Linked DNA regions of Mus musculus: region 2 is linked to region 1. Evidence: chromatin contacts called from public Hi-C data. All regions are on one chromosome and are shown on one strand. The core of a region is the stretch at or near the end of the contact, and the rest is flanking DNA. Distances in the headings are between cores, read along the strand shown. Region 1 overlaps Lrmda (leucine rich melanocyte differentiation associated). Region 2 overlaps Lrmda (leucine rich melanocyte differentiation associated).

Region 1 (2,748 bases), core at 151-2,650:
CGCTGAATATGAAAGGAGAAAAGAAGACCATACATTCTTCCCAGGGAGGTCTCAGCTCCTGAATTTGGGAGTCTTGTAACACAGAGCAAAGCCATTTATTCCACAGGAATTGTAGAGAGAGGGATCCAGGCCCAAGAAAGCATTCAAGGTTTAGTGTAGAACAGACAAAGGAAGAGGGTCCAGGGTCACAGATACACTTGAGAGGACAACAGGACACAGTCCTGGTAGACAGGACAGCTGTGGTGGAGGCTTCTCACAGCCTCATCTCAGCAGAAGGACGCCTGATGCAGAAATAAGCCCTTAAGCCCTTTCATTTGGATGACCTTGGACTCAACTCTCCTAATCCCCCTCCAACTCCCTTGGCGAATCTGGACGTCAAGGCTGAGGTTTAGATCCTGGAATCTGTCATTGGGATTAGGCTCCCTTCAGCCACAAAGTGGAATAGAAAAGGCCGGGGAGTGACGTTGGGGGCTTATTACCCATGTCCAAAGAATATTATCTCATCCTTAGAAGGACTTTGAAACCCAAGGTGGAGATATCAGATCTTGGGATAATTACAGAACAGCCAAGTCCTGAATTACAAAAAGCCACATTAAAAAAAAAAAAAAACAAAAAAAACAAACAAACAAACAAAAAAACCAAATGTATCTGCTCAGTATAATGTGTAAAGAAAAAAAGATTTCTACATGCATTCTAATTTTTAGTCATGGGCTGTTTAGGAAAAGATTAAGTTACAAAGGATTCATTTCTTCCTTGTATTGAGAACAGCTCCATGGCCAACTTGCGACTTGTGCTTAGATGAGAGGGCCGGGACAGGAAGAGCGGGGACTCTGTTTGTACAAACGAAATGTTCAGTGGGAAGAAAACTGACCCTGGGAGGAAAGCGTCTCCCTCTCCCTCTTCTTCCAAGCTCTGTGGGATTAATGTGCAACTTTGTTCATATAACTGCTACAAACAGTTCACTGTGTAGGCCAAACACTCTCTAATGCAGTAAAATTAAGAAATAATACACTTTGAAAGTGATTTATGAGTGCGGTTAAACTGCCAGATTTACAAAGAAATAGTTCAGATCTTGGGAAGCCTCAGGAGTCACGTCAAAAATGAACTTGACCATGATTTAAACTGCTACTTTTCTTACATGACATTTAATATGTGTACTTTAGAGGCCCATATGTCTTTAATAAAATAGCATTAAGTTTTAAATATGATATGAATGCAGCCAGTTTCTAAATTCATAACCTTTTCCACAACTCCAAAATGCTAACCAATAAGGGAGTCATACACGCAATAAAACATAAACCTTAGAAAATAGCTTTTTATTAAAATGGTTAGGCAGTTGGCAGCTGGGTTGCAGTGTAATAAATACTTACAGCGCTGTGGGTTTATCAGACGTTGTTTACCCTGCTAGCAACTGGGACCAGACAACTAATTATAGACCCTGTGCAAAGGCACTCCACGCTCAGTCCCCAAAGTGTGTCAGAGAGCGAGAGGAGCTATGCTGAGAGTCTCCATCCAAGGACTGCTATTCAGCTTCCTTGCCAGCAGTTAAAGGTGACCTTGGGCAAGTCCCCCCATTTCTCTGACTTTGAGCTGTGTCATGGTGGCAACAGTACCATCTGCCAGATAGATATATGTTGATAATAGCAGACTATAGTAGTGGGTCCGTTAAAAACCAAACCACTGTTGGGGGCTAGAGAGGTGACCCAGGGATTAAGAACATTGGCTAGGCAATAATGAAGACTGGAGTTTAGGCCCCAGCACCCTTATATCAAGCCGGACACTCCACAGATACCTGAAGCTTCAGCTCTGAGGGACCAGATAATAGCACAAGAGCATGTACATACACACACACACACACACACACACACACACACACACACACACACATGGGCATATACATCTGTAAGTGCATGTACACACCCATAAACAAATAGAATTAAAGAAATCTTTAATAGGTTTTAAAAAAATCAATTCTCTAAAAGCTCTTCCTGTTGTTAATGAGTTAATTTAGGCCAGATCTTCCTTGACAATCTATTCTGAGTCCCAGAAGCACTTAGGAAAGTTGAGTCTCTCACCAGGGCTCCCTGGCATCTTTGTAGAATGATTTGGAGGACATGAGCCTTAGTCACCTCTCATAAGGCAACGGCATGTTACAAATGACAGGAGATATTGGTTCCCCGGCATGAGGGCCAGTCCTTCCTTGTTCCTAGAGATGAGGGTGAACTACTCCACGTGGTTTCTTCTTGCCTTTGTGTTTGGAAATTTTGATGCGTTACAATAAAAGAATTTTCAGGGCTCCAGCTGCTGTTCCTGTATGTGTAACTGTGTCAGCAGCATGTCGGATGTGGGACTTCCCAGGCTCTGTATCCTTGCCCACCTGTGTATATATATATATATATATATATATATATATATATATATATATATATATTATATTATATTATGTATATATATATAATATATATATATATTATATTCTGACCTACCTGTGAAGTTTGGATCACAGACATGTGTGTGGTACTCAGACTAAGAGCCCAAAGTACCGTTTTATTTTATTTTTATACATTTAAAAAAGTGTTAAGATCCTATTAAGGGATATTGTGGTGGTTTGGATGAAAATGGTCCCCCATAGGCTCATAGGGAGTGGCGTTGTTTAAAAGGATTAGGACATGTGGCCTTGTTAGTTTAGGTGTGGCCTTGTCAGAGGAAGTGTGTCACTGGGGATGGGTTTTGAGGTTTCAGAAGCTC
Region 2 (2,748 bases), core at 143-2,642, 150 kb after region 1:
GCCATGTCTCTCCTCAGAAGCCTCTCCACAGGTCTGTCCTTCATGGTGAACCATGACTCTCGACTCTTTTGATGCTGTCTCTTTCCTTAGCTCATTGAGTATAATGGTAGAAGTTACTTTTCAGATCTAACGTTCACCTTACAGTGAACCAACATTGGCCTTTACTAAGAAGCCCAAGCACAAGGTTGCTATTACATGCAGAAGAATCAGGTTTTCTCGGATCATGGCAAAGAACACATGAGGACAGATCCTTAGGAAACCATTTTGTTTTGTTTTGTTTTGTTTTGTTTTGTTTTGTTTTGTTTTGTTTTAAACCAGGCCCAGAGAGTTTCTGGAATGGATTTGCCCAGTAGTTTAGGGCAATGGTTCTCCACTAGGGAAATCCTTTGACATCCTTGATGTCTATTTAATGATCTCTGAAGATGTCTGTGTTATAGATATTTGTGTGTTCCTGTGTATGCATGTGCAGTCAGGTGCATGCGTGAATGCATATGTGCAGGCCAGAGGTCTGCATTGTCATCTTCTTTGACATCCACCTTTTTTTTTTTCCCCCCAAGACAGAGTCTTTCACTGAACCTGCTACTCACTCATTCCACTGATAGTGGAACAAACATTTTCAGGGATCCCCTATTTTGGGTCACATGACAAAAATAACAGATGTGCCAGCATGCTCAGCTTTAATGTGCATGCTATGCTGTAGCTCAGGTCTACATGCCTCAGTGCCAGGCATGGTACTTGCTGAACTCTCTTCCCAGTCCCTTGAAGACATTGAAAAGTGCATTCTTTTGGAGCAGATGTGTGCTTACCTCATACACAAGGCTTTAGCTAAGGATCTGTGATCTCTCAGAAGGCTCTCAGAAGAGTTCTCAGAAGGAAGGAATTATGAAGTGCAAAGTATTAAAAATGGAGGCTGAGATGCCTTGATCTACAAAATCAGTTTGAGTTCTCCGCCATAGCTAGGTAACACTTTGCCCCACCCCAGGCTTCTTTCTCAAGATCAAGTCCCCTTTTTAGAGTACTCAAATGTTCTCTTTATGCCCTAAAAGATGTCCCTTCAAGTTTGGGCAGCAATTAATTTCTGATTTTGTACTTTGTAACCCAGTTTCTTAGGTTCAGATTGGCAAGAAGTAGCTTGACACTGGAGGAAGAACCTGGGGCAAGAAGGTAAGGTCAGATCGACCTCAAGAGAGCTGGATTTTCAGAAATGATAGGCTAGCTTTAGCTTTTTTCTATGCACCCTAAAGAAGTTCATGGCATCTCCACTGATTAAGAACTGTGTTTCTAAAGTTCTCTGGCAAAAGGACATCTCTGCTCCAGCTAATGCTGATGGTGCTGCACTGCAATACTATTATCCTTGGCTTGAGAACAGAGCGAGCATGTGTGGATGGGCCTGCGATGTTTTATAGGACACTGGCTATAACTTTTTAATGTCATACCACCCACCCACAGCAACCCCATCCCCTGGAGCACTAAATGCCTTTCTTATCACCAATATTTGATGAGAAAATGCTGTTGGGTGTCTTCCTCCAAGTAGACGGGAAATCTAACCATGTTCCTTGCAGCCTAGTGCTCTGTCCACAAGATCTGATTTGTTTTTCTCACCCTAAATTTATAGACAGTTCCAAGGAAGCATATCCTGTTTGCTGTCTGGAGCAGCAGGAGAGTGAGGGAGAGAGTGATTTAGGGAGTTTGTTTTTCTCAAGACTTCCTTGAGCTGCTTTATGGCTTTACAAAAACCGCTGATCTATTCCTCCCTAATTTTATGAGCAAATTGTTCTTTCTTTTCTGATTTTTTTTCCCCCACTGAGTTTTCTTGGCCGACCCAGGCACCAATTATCAGAACTCCCCGGGCATAGTTGGATCCTCCCTAACATGTGTATAGCTGTAAACATATTGACCCCAGAAAATGAGGCTCTAGCTGTAGGCTCAGGCGAAGTCCTGACTTAACAATACGACTTCAAGTGAGAATGCCAACGTGGAATCATTTTTTTTCCCTGGTGACCAACAAGTATCTGTGATGGTTTAACAGTAGTGCAGAGCACCCCTGGAGCCCGTGTCCCCAAAACCTGGCTTAGTAGGGTGGTGGCACTGAGCCAAAGCTTCATTCATTTACAGCTTTCTTTATGGACAAGTGCTAAGAAGGAAGCCATCAGCCAAGAGAAAGTTGTCTGTCACATTCATGAGGAGATGGATAATTATGAATAATTAGAGACAAAGATCCAGTTACAGAAAGGTGTGAGAGGCAGTGCAGAATGTTCCTCCTTTAAAGATGTTTGCCTGGGTTGGACCATTTGCCTGGGTTGGACCATTTCATTACCTTTACTAGGTGACAGTGCAGCCTTTTAGATAAGATCAGCCAAAATGCTGTTGAGAGTGAGTCCTGGCTCATTTAAACCCCTCTTGCTTTTAGGGTCAATCATATATTTCCCTTGCAATCCAGTTGTGTCTGGTTTTTCTAACAAGGGATCTCTTCCTGAGCCATCCTTGTTTAGCTTCCTATAGTAAGATACTCTGACTCCTGGATGTTCCAACAGCTCAGCAGGATAAAAACAAATTTGAGGGAAAAAAAACCAAACCATCACCTAGACACTTTTTATGTGTGCAGCTGTTGATCAAGGCTTTGGTTATTTAAGCTGGTGACATTGACTCTGTGGGCGCAATGACTTACAGAGGTCACCACACTGCAAGTTCACAATAAATGCTGGTAAATTAAATATATTAGAGTATCTATGTACTTCACACTTTTAT

What was found. Hi-C and Micro-C count contacts between places; a contact is called where the count stands out from the background.
Region 2: a contact with region 1 is called in a Hi-C map of uterus, with 2.5 times the contacts expected there. The contact joins two enhancer-like sites. A contact is called at or near these places in 6 of 39 promoter capture datasets (the 3T3-L1 cell line, 3T3-L1-derived adipocytes, hippocampal neurons and 2 more), 7 of 484 Hi-C or Micro-C datasets (embryonic limb bud, nephron progenitors and uterus) and 3 of 9 other capture datasets (adipose tissue, embryonic trunk and pancreatic islet).

Annotation. Positions count from the first base shown.
Region 1 is chr14:22,608,486-22,611,233 of GRCm38.p6, forward strand. The region is part of intron 5 of Lrmda (leucine rich melanocyte differentiation associated); the gene reads left to right. Among named protein-coding and RNA genes, the nearest start is that of 4930405A10Rik, 67 kb to the left of the region's middle. Within about 2 kb of position 1,401, at least 15 of the 459 cell types and tissues checked have an H3K27ac peak or open chromatin away from gene starts, as enhancers often do. A contact at or near this core is called in uterus, where this site is marked.
Region 2 is chr14:22,756,174-22,758,921 of GRCm38.p6, forward strand. The region is part of intron 5 of Lrmda (leucine rich melanocyte differentiation associated); the gene reads left to right. All of the region lies in intron 1 of Gm30926 (a long non-coding RNA gene), which reads right to left. Among named protein-coding and RNA genes, the nearest start is that of Gm30926, 44 kb to the right of the region's middle. Within about 2 kb of position 1,393, at least 4 of the 459 cell types and tissues checked have an H3K27ac peak or open chromatin away from gene starts, as enhancers often do. A contact at or near this core is called in uterus, where this site is marked.